3 separate regions of the Drosophila melanogaster genome follow, and all the other regions are linked to region 3. Evidence: chromatin contacts called from public Hi-C data. All regions are on one chromosome and are shown on one strand. The core of a region is the stretch at or near the end of the contact, and the rest is flanking DNA. Distances in the headings are between cores, read along the strand shown. Region 1 holds the start of Dbx. Region 2 holds the start of acs (arcus). Region 3 has its middle 12 kb from the start of lncRNA:CR45427.

What was found. Hi-C and Micro-C count contacts between places; a contact is called where the count stands out from the background.
Region 1: a Hi-C map of the Kc167 cell line shows a contact between it and region 3, with 2.0 times the contacts expected there. A contact is called at or near these places in 6 of 107 Hi-C or Micro-C datasets (the Kc167 cell line, embryo, whole body and 1 more).
Region 2: a Hi-C map of the Kc167 cell line shows a contact between it and region 3, with 1.6 times the contacts expected there. A contact is called at or near these places in 7 of 107 Hi-C or Micro-C datasets (the D17-c3 cell line, the Kc167 cell line, cellular blastoderm embryo and 3 more).

The regions. Positions count from the first base shown.
Region 1 is chr3L:1,919,197-1,922,602 of dm6, reverse strand. It overlaps Dbx, which reads right to left and starts at 1,296. Exons shown (of 5, transcript NM_139420.4): 1 at 672-1,296. The coding sequence starts at 1,188.
Region 2 is chr3L:1,969,603-1,973,050 of dm6, reverse strand. acs (arcus) reads right to left here and starts at 1,413. Exons shown (of 9, transcript NM_139429.2): 1 at 1,230-1,413; 2 at 852-977; 3 at 638-788; 4 at 453-574; 5 at 1-13. The coding sequence starts at 1,234. It overlaps CG11815, which reads left to right and starts at 1,851. Exons shown (of 1, transcript NM_139428.3): 1 at 1,851-2,860. The coding sequence starts at 1,921. The coding sequence ends at 2,772. It overlaps CG1927, which reads left to right and starts at 2,972. Exons shown (of 3, transcript NM_139427.4): 1 at 2,972-3,448. The coding sequence starts at 3,434.
Region 3 is chr3L:2,303,866-2,307,310 of dm6, reverse strand. No RefSeq gene overlaps it. Among named protein-coding and RNA genes, the nearest start is that of lncRNA:CR45427, 12 kb to the left of the region's middle.

The DNA of each region.
Region 1 (3,406 bases), core at 47-2,546, 380 kb after region 3:
TCCTATCTGGCATAGGGATTCCCATTCTCATTCTCATCCCCCGTTGTAAGCAGCACGCGGCAGAGGATCCTTCGCACCATATCCCATGCAGATCCTTCGCACCATATCCCATGCAGATCCTGGCGGAAGTGCGGAAGTGCGGATGTGGATGGGACGAACTGGTTATGCGGCTTTGTGCTCAGGGGCTTGGCTCAATAATTTAAACATGATTAGGCCTGGCTGTGTTTTTACAGCCTGCAGGATCAGCGGTGAAACGCCCCGAGGACTTAGGCCAACACACAATAAAGTCGCGGCGTAAAAACTAAAGCAACTGCGAAGTACCAGTACTTTGCGTTCTACCCTCGCGAGGAGTCTGCGTAAACTTTTGGGCCAGATTTGTTATTCTTTTGGCTTTTCATATTGCAATTGTGTTCGGTATTTTGTTTTTATTCGGCATTAGCCACGACAAATTAATTGCCAAGCCTTTTTATAACATTCTTTGAAGCAGCCCGCGGCGTAAACCTAATTGGAGGAAACTATCTCATCGACTTCAGAATTGGAGGGGCCCAAGGTAATTACAAAATTTAATCTTAGGGGTTCCAGTGAAAACAACATTGAAAGAGAAGCAAAGATCATCAGCACCTCAAGGCATACTACTAAGCTAAAATTGCTAGTTGCCAACCATGTCTTACCATTTCTGACACGGACTCCTTCCCGGGTGTCGCCAAGGATCGCGCTGACACTGAACTTGAGAATGGGCTTGCTGTTGGTATCCTTGAGGATGGTGTTGCCGACGGTCGGCATGCTGGTCTCCTTGGGCTCCACCTTGGGCAATTTGATTGACACGGGCTCGTCCACGTCGGCCAGCTCCTCTTCCAGCTCCTCGTCCAGGTCCATGTGCGGCTCCTCGCCCTCGACACTGCCAATATCGGCGACTATTTCGTCCGCCGAGGAGGAACCATCGTCCTCGTCCATCTCCTCGATGCTTTCTACACTCTCGGCACGGATTTCGCGGCACTTATCACACTTGTAGCCGCGCAACTTGGAGCAGCCACAGGACTCGGTGGGCTGGTCAGCCGGATCCGCGGCATCCGTTCCCGTGGCCGACCGACGCGATAGGAGCATCTCGCTCAGGCTGGACTTCAGCTGGCTTTCCGTGTAGGTCTGCTGGGCGTGCAGGAGACTGTCCACGAGGAAGGCCGTAGACATAACGCGACGGAGCTGGCTGCTCTATATTTCCGTAGTCTCTAGTATCCGTACACGTACCGATTCAGTTCTCGTCTGTATCCGCCAGTTGTCGCGTTCGCGTCGAGTGCTCAATTCGAACTGAACTCGGTTGGCAGAATGTCCTGGCAGGCGCAGGACGCAGCATCCGGGTGCCCAGGAGTGCGATTACGGGGTTGCTCGTCGTTGGTTGGTCCGCTTCTCCTGCCCAGTAGAAGTGCCGTCTGTGCGGCACGTGATGCTTAGTCCTTATGTACATCCTGCTCTCTCTCTCTCTTCCTCTCTCTGTTTCGCTCTCCTTGCGAGAGCGTATGCGTGCGTAAGTGTGTGTGTGTGCGTGCGTGAGTGTCCTGTTTAGCCTTTGCCTGCTCGTTATTGTTGTTCGCTTTTTATTTGATTTTATTTGCGTGAAAACAATAAAAATTTAATTTTCTTGTTTTGTTGCCTTTGCCACTTGCTGCCTTGAACTGAATTTGGCTCGATCTTATTAAATTTGAGCTGCCATTCCACGGTGCCGCACAGTGGGGCGCATTGTTAGAATACATTTAATTTACATTTAATTATAATATAAAATATGTAATTTTATACTGGAAACAAAATATTTTATTTTGTTTTTATACTACAATTTCTATTATAATTCTCAACTGGTTTAAGCTAAGCATTACATAGGCAAAGAAAATATGTTTCACATGTTTGATTAACGTAAAGGATCCTTTCAACAAATAACTTTTCCCAATAATGTACAAAGTTTGATGATATAGAGTAATGGCATTTAGTTACATTATTTGAACTGGACTTCTACATCCATAGACTTTTGAATTTGTGCGAGCAATTTGTTGCAGACATGGGAAGCAAAAAAAATTCCGACAAGCGGCCAAGGAGTCAGTAGATTAACTTTTATTATGACCGCAAATTAGTTGTCCTCGTCGCCGTTGATGACGACAATCGAGTTTATCGACAATGATGACTTATTTACTCAGCGTCGAAAGCGTGGTAAATGCGAAAATGGCTGAGCAGCGGTTATGTAAGCTTAGGAGCTAGATAAACAGCAGAATGCGGCAAGGATGTGTGTGTCCTTTTGGCCTCTATTGTGTGCGAGCAGAAAGAGAGAGAGGGCGAGAGCACGGAGCAACCCCTGTGTGCCAGGCGCTGGGGTCCCAAGGAGTCCTGCCCGCCGAAGGGGCGTGGCCTCACTCGAATGCGATTCCCATCAGAATGCTGAAAGGAGCTGAAAGGAGGAGAAGTGCCCTCGACAATAGGAAGAAGTACAAGGATAACAAAGGCCCCAGCTCAGATTGTTTTGCGCTGCCATTTGTGGCTTTTTGCTTTCATATGGAGCACGCCTCAAAGGATTACCCCGTATCCGTGCAGCCAGGACGTCAGGATTTCCACTTCACCCACCGCTTCTGCTGGCAGCGAGTACATAAAACATGCTCATATAAGCGTATAAATATGTGATAATAATGATTAAAAGTTCTCATCATACCATCATCATTTATGCAAAGGATTCCGCCCGTGGTGTGTGTGTCTGTGTGCGCTCAAGAGTCCTTACATTTTTATTTGCCACCGACACTGAAGCTGAAGCTGAAGCTGAGTATTTTCCATTTTCTACTATTTCCCCGGCTCCGCTCTCTCTCTCTCTCTCTCTCTCCTAGCCGCTATCTCCATCTCTCTTTGTAGTCGCCATAATATGAGGACAATTATTTGATAAGTGGGCTGAATGTGCAGCTTCCTCCGGCTTTCGAGATTCTGGATTTGGATCCATCTGGCATTGTCACTGCTGCTTTTTGACAAATGAAAGGGGTCACCGAAACAGGCTTTTGTCGGAAGCCCCCCCCAATAATATATATGTATATATCCTTGCCCCCATTTTTCATTTTCCGCGCGGTGGAAGGTGTTGAAGACAAACTTTTAATTGTTTTTCGGAGTGTTGCCATGGTGTGAGTTTATTTCCGTTTTTATTTTTTTAATTTGTTTGCCGAATTGGAAATATGTAAATGATGTTGGTCGGTCTGAAGTGGGGATTATTGGGCTGCTAACGTTTGGCTTTTTGGCCGGGCATTGTGGGCTTATTGTTCGCACTCATAACGCAATATATGATGAATGTGGATTGATTGGATTTATTATGGAGGTACATTTGGGATTGAAATCAAAGAAATCAAAGAATAAGTTAAATATAGAAAAATATATAAAAAATATATTA
Region 2 (3,448 bases), core at 164-2,663, 330 kb after region 3:
ATCTACAAAGGGACTGATGAAAAATAACACTATAAAATATGATTTACATACAATATATAAAACATAAAACAAGTAAGTATGCCTCATGCCTAAGTTAAATGCTAAAGCCACTAGGAAACAAATTTCACAATAGGTACTCAACACTTGGCTAAAATGTAAATTGGTAAACCTTCCGCAACTTAAGCAAGTAATTGAATAAAAAAAACCCTCAAGATATTATTGATAAGCGATGTAAACCAATTACTAAACAAACTATTGGGATGTGCCCCCATATTTTAGGGTGCTATTGTAAAGATAAAGATACAATAAATCGTAGTGAAAATCTATTGATCAACAACAAGATAAGATTTTCATTACCCAATTGAGTAATCATTAAAAAGCACTTAGAAAGTTAATCAATATATAGAGGGAAGTTATAGATAGCAGTTGTTTTGCCGAGTTACTTCACTTACACGGCAATGGGTGCCAAACAACGCAGCCAGGGTGGACCTTGTTTGAGTCCCAGATTCATGGCCTGCGAAAAGCTGACGTAGGGAACCCGCTGCCGCTTGCACAGTATGTACATGCATTTGATCTGTAAATCAAGTATATATAAGTAAGTAAGGAAATTTCTATGTGACTCCCACCAAAAACCCACCAAAATGTGCAGGCAGTAGAGGGCCAGCGATCCAATGATCAGCGTGAGAAGGGTGCCATTCACATATCCTGCGTGTGCGAAGGCACTGGGCATGGCCAGGACGCCAGTGCCCACGGAAGCCTTCAGGAAGTGGGCGAATGTCTGAAAGTTTCTGGGGAAAGTGGGGCCTGAAAATGATTCTCTGAGCTCAGCACTGTTGAAAATCTATGCTTACGTAGTGGGATTCTTCAGCTCGCGGTGCTGATGAGGATCGTAATCATCGTTACTGCCATTCGCTGATTTTGTTGGGGTCGTTAATTCCAGTGTGGTTGGGTAAACCGTCACGGTTTTTATATCGTCGCTGTTGGGGGAGCAATTAAAAGTTGTTTTTGAGGTGAATTGATTGATTGATAAATGGGTTCGGGTCGTTAAACAATAAGCGCCAAGGAGGTTCCTCGAGAAAAGATGTTGGTTCAAAATTAAAGGTCGTAAAAATATACAATTTCTTAACCGGGATTTGGTTGAGGCTAATGTTTTGTCATTTATTGTGTTTGCGCATCAGTTAGCTTATTTTTTACGATCTCGAAACCAGAAGAATACGAAGACTACTCACTTCATAGCGATAAAGTAGCGACCGAGTATTTGATAAAGCTACTTGAGCTCGCGGGCGTATAAATCTTTTATCACACGCAATTAAGTCGCCAAAGAGACAAAGATCGTTTCGTGATTGCGAATTCCCGGCCCAACCAGATTTCTTGGGGACTCAACCGAGTGCCTGGCCCACCGGACGGATACTAAATTTCGGATCCCGGTCGAAGCCGCTCAACACCTCTCGTTCGTAAACCGTGCTGATAATCTTGGAAAGATAATTGCACGATAATCAGCCGTATCAGAAGACTTCGCGGGGAACGTGGGAAACCGGAGTGCAGCAATCCGAAATGTATGCCAAAATATTATGTGCACTCTTAAGTGGAAATAATAAAACCAGAATGAAGGCCTTAACCAGTTTGCTGATCGGTTTGAACCTCCCGAAAAGTTCATCGACAATCATCAAACTCTTTATACCTAATATATTATGGCAAAAGCTTGGACATCATTGAATTCAACATTTCTAGTTAGTCGATACTTCCACACAAAGCTTACATTTTACTTTACAGAATAAAGCTTTAGGATATCAGGGCGTATACGTGATGTAGAGATGTATATTTTCAATTTTACACAGTAACCTCTGAAAATGACATCTCCTGTTTTGAGCAACAGTAAAATTTAAAAACATTTACTTTAAAACAAAAGTGCTCCCGAAAATGTCTAAGAATCCACTTCGATTGTTCATAAAACCTGTAATTCTTCGCCGCCTGTCTGATAAGCCCAAGTTGAGCAACAAGCCATCGAACACCCCTCGCCCACCAAAGGATCCACCGGATGAGGGCTACCAACCGACCAGTGTCGATCACAATGGGATCGATGTGCCGCCGTTTGTGAGACCCTCTTCCTTCCGCCAGTTCAGTGGACCGGATGAGAAGCTGGGACCAGGAGCAGGCAAAGCGCTGCCCTACAAGAACCCAACTTACTTTGGCTATCATCGATTCTCATTTATGGAACTCACGGTCACGGCTGTGGAGTTACGAGACGAACGTCGATTGGACGGAGGACTACAGGCATCCATCGAAGCCGACGAAGAATCCGAGTGTGGCGAGGCCCAACTGGAGACCATGAAGAAGCTGGAAAGCGAGTGCGATGCGATACTCTCCAACCAAGCCAAGAAAATCCAGAAGGCCAAATCTTCGGCCGAGGAGAAGTGTCTCCAGGAGATGAGTGAGGAGGAGCTAAAGGAGTGGTGCAAGAAAAAGGAGGAGGACATCAAAAAGAAGGAGCAGGAAAAGAAGGAGGCCAAGTCCTCGCCCAAGGAGAAGAAAATCCAGGACATGAGCGAGGAGGAACTGAAGGCTTGGTGCCAGAAAAAGGAAGAGGACATCAAAAAGAAGGAGCAGGAAAAGAAGGAGGCCAAGTCCTCGCCCAAGGAGAAGAAAGTCCAGGACATGAGCGAGGATGAACTGAAAGCTTGGTGCCAAAAGAAGGAAGAAGACATCAAAAAGAAGGAGCAACAAAAGAAGGAGGAAGGAAAGTGTGAAGGCGATGACAACAAAAAGGATTAAATAAAGCAGACTGCGTTACTCTTGAAAAATGAACAATATTGTTCAAAAATGTACGTTATTTGGTAGCTTAATAAATGAATTGTAGTTTAATTCCAGTATTTTTAGTGTGTTGAGCTTTGAAAAAGCTCTTTCGAAAACTGGTATATACTGGTGGCATATTAGCGGTCACACCATCCGATTTTCTCTCCCAACGAATTGAAATCAGTTGTTCGGTGTGCGTGTGTGGAAAAAGTTCGAGTTCGCCGAGAGAAGCGTGAAAATCCGATATCGAAACTACGTTTTTTTTTTAGTCATTATACCGATTGGCTATGCAAATTTAATTGCGGATCTCCCAAATCATCGAAAAGCCAACAGGTCGCCCCTCAACCAAAATAAACACAACAATCGAGCCGCAAATGAAACGGGCAAAAACAGCAAAGGCAACTGGCGAACCGCTTAACCGGTTTCGAAATATCCATCGTAGCACAGTTTCCTCGTCCATATAATATTCCGATTGCAGTGGATCAAAATATACACACACACACTCGCATATAAATTCGCAGATATACGTTGTTTGTGTGAGTTTCTGTTTGTGGTTCGCGTGAAAAATAGTTTTGACAAATAAATACAAAGCCAGACGCCGACATAACTGTGAAAATAAACCATAAGCCAGACAGCAGCCATGGGTTATTCCATT
Region 3 (3,445 bases), core at 406-2,905:
TGCAAGCTAAAATTCGATTCATCAAAAGTGAAAGAGTGTGCAAAATTGAAGTGTGGTTGCTAAGGTAATATCTTCAAAGACGAATTTAACGAACTCAATTTTAAGGACTTCATATTGAATAGGTCTTCCAGTTTTCTCTTTAAAATGCAGAGTAGTTGAAATTCGTTTAGACATTTGCTTGTTTTTACCCTCTAATTCCGATTAAGCAATGCATGTAATTCGCAGTATGCGCATATCATATATATGTACATGTGCTCCATTTGAATTGCTTGGCTGGGATCTCGGAATAATTTATTTGCTGTGGCATTTTGCGAATATCTTTCCAAGCAATATTTGATTAAAAATATGCATCTTGTAAACATTGTAGAATAAAAAGAATGCTCATAATTCAAATACATACCTTGAAAACAATATTTCAAATTGTCCTTTCGCTTTTCCGGCTGTCGGCAGTCCGTTACACTGAGCTCAAAAAGTTTGCACACTCTAATGTGTTTGCTGTCAGCGTGTCAGCTACGCTGGGCAAATATCCTTTCCATTGTTCGACATTCCTCGCTGGCTTATATCCTGGCTGGATGGCTGGATGCCACGCCCCATGTCCAGGTGCAGTTGGAGCTGTTGTCACATAAATAAAATTAAATACCCGGCATAAATAGAATGTCAGTTTGCTGAATTTCAGTGCTGAAATATGGCAGCTGACCACATTGCGACGTTTTTTTTTTTTTTTTTGTGGCTGGCAGCAGCTGGTTCGCTGCAAGCCTTTAAGCCTCAAAAGCTCGGACGTGTCAGGCTCCGGTTTTGCCCAACACTCAGTTGAGCCATCAAATCTAATGACAGTCATCTAAAACAATAAGGCGCCCGGCTCTCGTTCACCGAGCAGTTAATTCTATTAAAATGTCAGTCGACGACAGCTAGCAGAAGATCTCGTTGCCAGCTGCTCACTGCTGGCCTACCGTTGTCTTCATTTGCATGTAAATACTTGGCAAAGGACACTGGGAAAAATAACGCTTACAAATATGTGAATTGAAATAGGTGAAATATATGGTATATATTCCAAGTCCAATTTAATACGCCAATATGCATCAAAAGGAAACATTTTGCTGAATATAATCTAAACTTGGTCATATTCGTCTTAATAATTTGTTTCAGTGTATAAATCGAAGGTTCTTAGTGGTGTTGACTTGGCGAGGGAGCCTTGTCGGTTTACTGAAAGTGTTTCTCGAACGATTTTCCACTCGAAACGCAAACATTTAGGTGCTGACGCAAAACGTTCATTGCCCAAATTATACAAAATAGTTTAGAGATGTAAATTTATTTGGCAAGCAAAGTATCTGTTGTTCGTCGGGGATGTGTTCCAGAGCGGCACGTGGACAAGTCCGCTTCGCAGATATTATTTGCCTGTATTTTTCGGGGATTTTCTTGGGGCTGCCACACGGCTTTAAATTGGCGTAGCATCAAAAACTGTTTGACACAACTGGGTCGGTCCTCAGCCTTTATTTTCTGTTGTTATGCTGGCAAACTGGTTCAAGGAGACAAACAATTGCTACGCCGTCGTCACCGCAAAAATGTCGTACAAAATGGAGCAACAACTCAGTTAGCGGTGCACCCACTCACATCTACGCACACATGCAGCCGCGAACGACACACAGATACACACCCATACAGCCAAACACGGCACGTCTGTTGAAGTATTTTCAGGGCGCACGGGACGTATGAGTGACAACATTCAGTGCAACGATGTTTTAATGAGTTTGGCGAATTGCAAAACAGAGAACCTCTGATTTACAGGAGTTTAGAAATGAGGAAATCTACCATATGTATTTACATTTTTCTTTGAAAATTAAATGTTTTACAGAATGTTGCTTGTATTATCTGCATGCATATATTTTAAGCGGAATTTAAATTCAGTTGAATGCCCAAAGTTCCAACATACCTGTAAGAATATCTAGCACAGACCCTGCTGACAGGTGCTTTCCAAGTTACCCCCTGCCAACTTTTTGTTAGCTGTTCCTTTTCTTACCTGTAGACACCTTCAGCCAATTGGTGGAACAAGAAAAGCAAAAGGCGAGCCCAACAATTTATTCAGCCATAAACAAGGAAAGTTTTGCCCATTTTCGCATACTCCGGAACAATTGTTGTCGAACGGTCGGTGGTCACGCCCCCGCCGCCTTTAACTGGGACACTGGCATCCTCCGTTCGCAATTCGAAATGACAAATAGCACGCAACAGGGCATTTGTTGCAGTGTAGTGAAGTATTGTAGTTGTTTAGTGTTATCCTTGTTTCCGTTTGCCGACTGTGTGTTTAATGAGATTTTGGCCCGCACCAGTTGTTTGCATTTTTTTTACGACTTTTTGGCTCGACATTGCGTGTTTTCCACGGATCGGCAGGCAAGAACTTTGTTTTGTTATTGAAAAGCAATTAAGTCGGCTTTAAGAGAGAGAGAGTTGGTCCTTTACTTTATGGGGTCAATAGCTCTTTAAATTCAAAGGGTTTTTCCCAAGCATTTTTTCCAAGAAACGCTCCTTTAATTTGGAAATAAATTGGTAACCTCTTTAGGCTTTAATCATAAAGCGCGCACCAAAATGCGTGAAATGAAAATTGAAAACGCTACGAGAATTTTCGGATTATGCGAGGTGACTGCTGTTTGCTTATCTTGTCAGCTGTTGCCACGTGTTTGCTTACAATCAATCAATTACCAATGGCACGTGCACTCGTCTGGCTTCGCTGGCTCTGATTTGGCAAATAAATACGAGTATTTTGCCATTTCCACGAGCCAAATGCAAATGCCTAACCATAGGAAAACATCAGCATAAATCAGCGCGGCCTCTGCCTGTCTGTAGCTGCCGGCTTATCCGACTTTCGCTGAATAATTTAGAATCTTTTTCGTGGCTATTCGACATTAGACACACAAAAAGTGAATATCAGATCGGGTGATAACAACTGATTCGTTTAACTAATGAACCACTCCAAAGGGCAGAATTCGTTTTTTTTTTTTAGTTCGTAATCTCTTAAGTAAGGCATTTTAATTAAATCTCAAGCCATTCCTCATCCCAGAGAGCAAACGTCTTCCCTTCCCTTTCGTCACCTTGACAACGAAATTTTCGCAATTGAATATTCCGTTTTGGCCACCAACTGGGGCGTGGGCCATAATTAAAACATTTATCAACTTTGTTGACAAATGACTACAGTTTGTTTGTTCTGCGCGGCATACGAACTAGCGAAAAAATCTATTGCGATTTGGGTTTTTTGCGCATTTACGGGGAACATTACACACAGGTTGCGTGAGCGTTTAAAAAAAAAACCTTCTCCCTTAAAAGTCCCCAAGAATTTGATTAATGATCAAGGGCAAGATATTGTTGCCTGCTAGTATTGGACATTTTGGTACAATCTATCATGTTCAAGTGGTGGGAATGCTTTTGAGTTACCAATTTCCTTATCGTGGCGTGG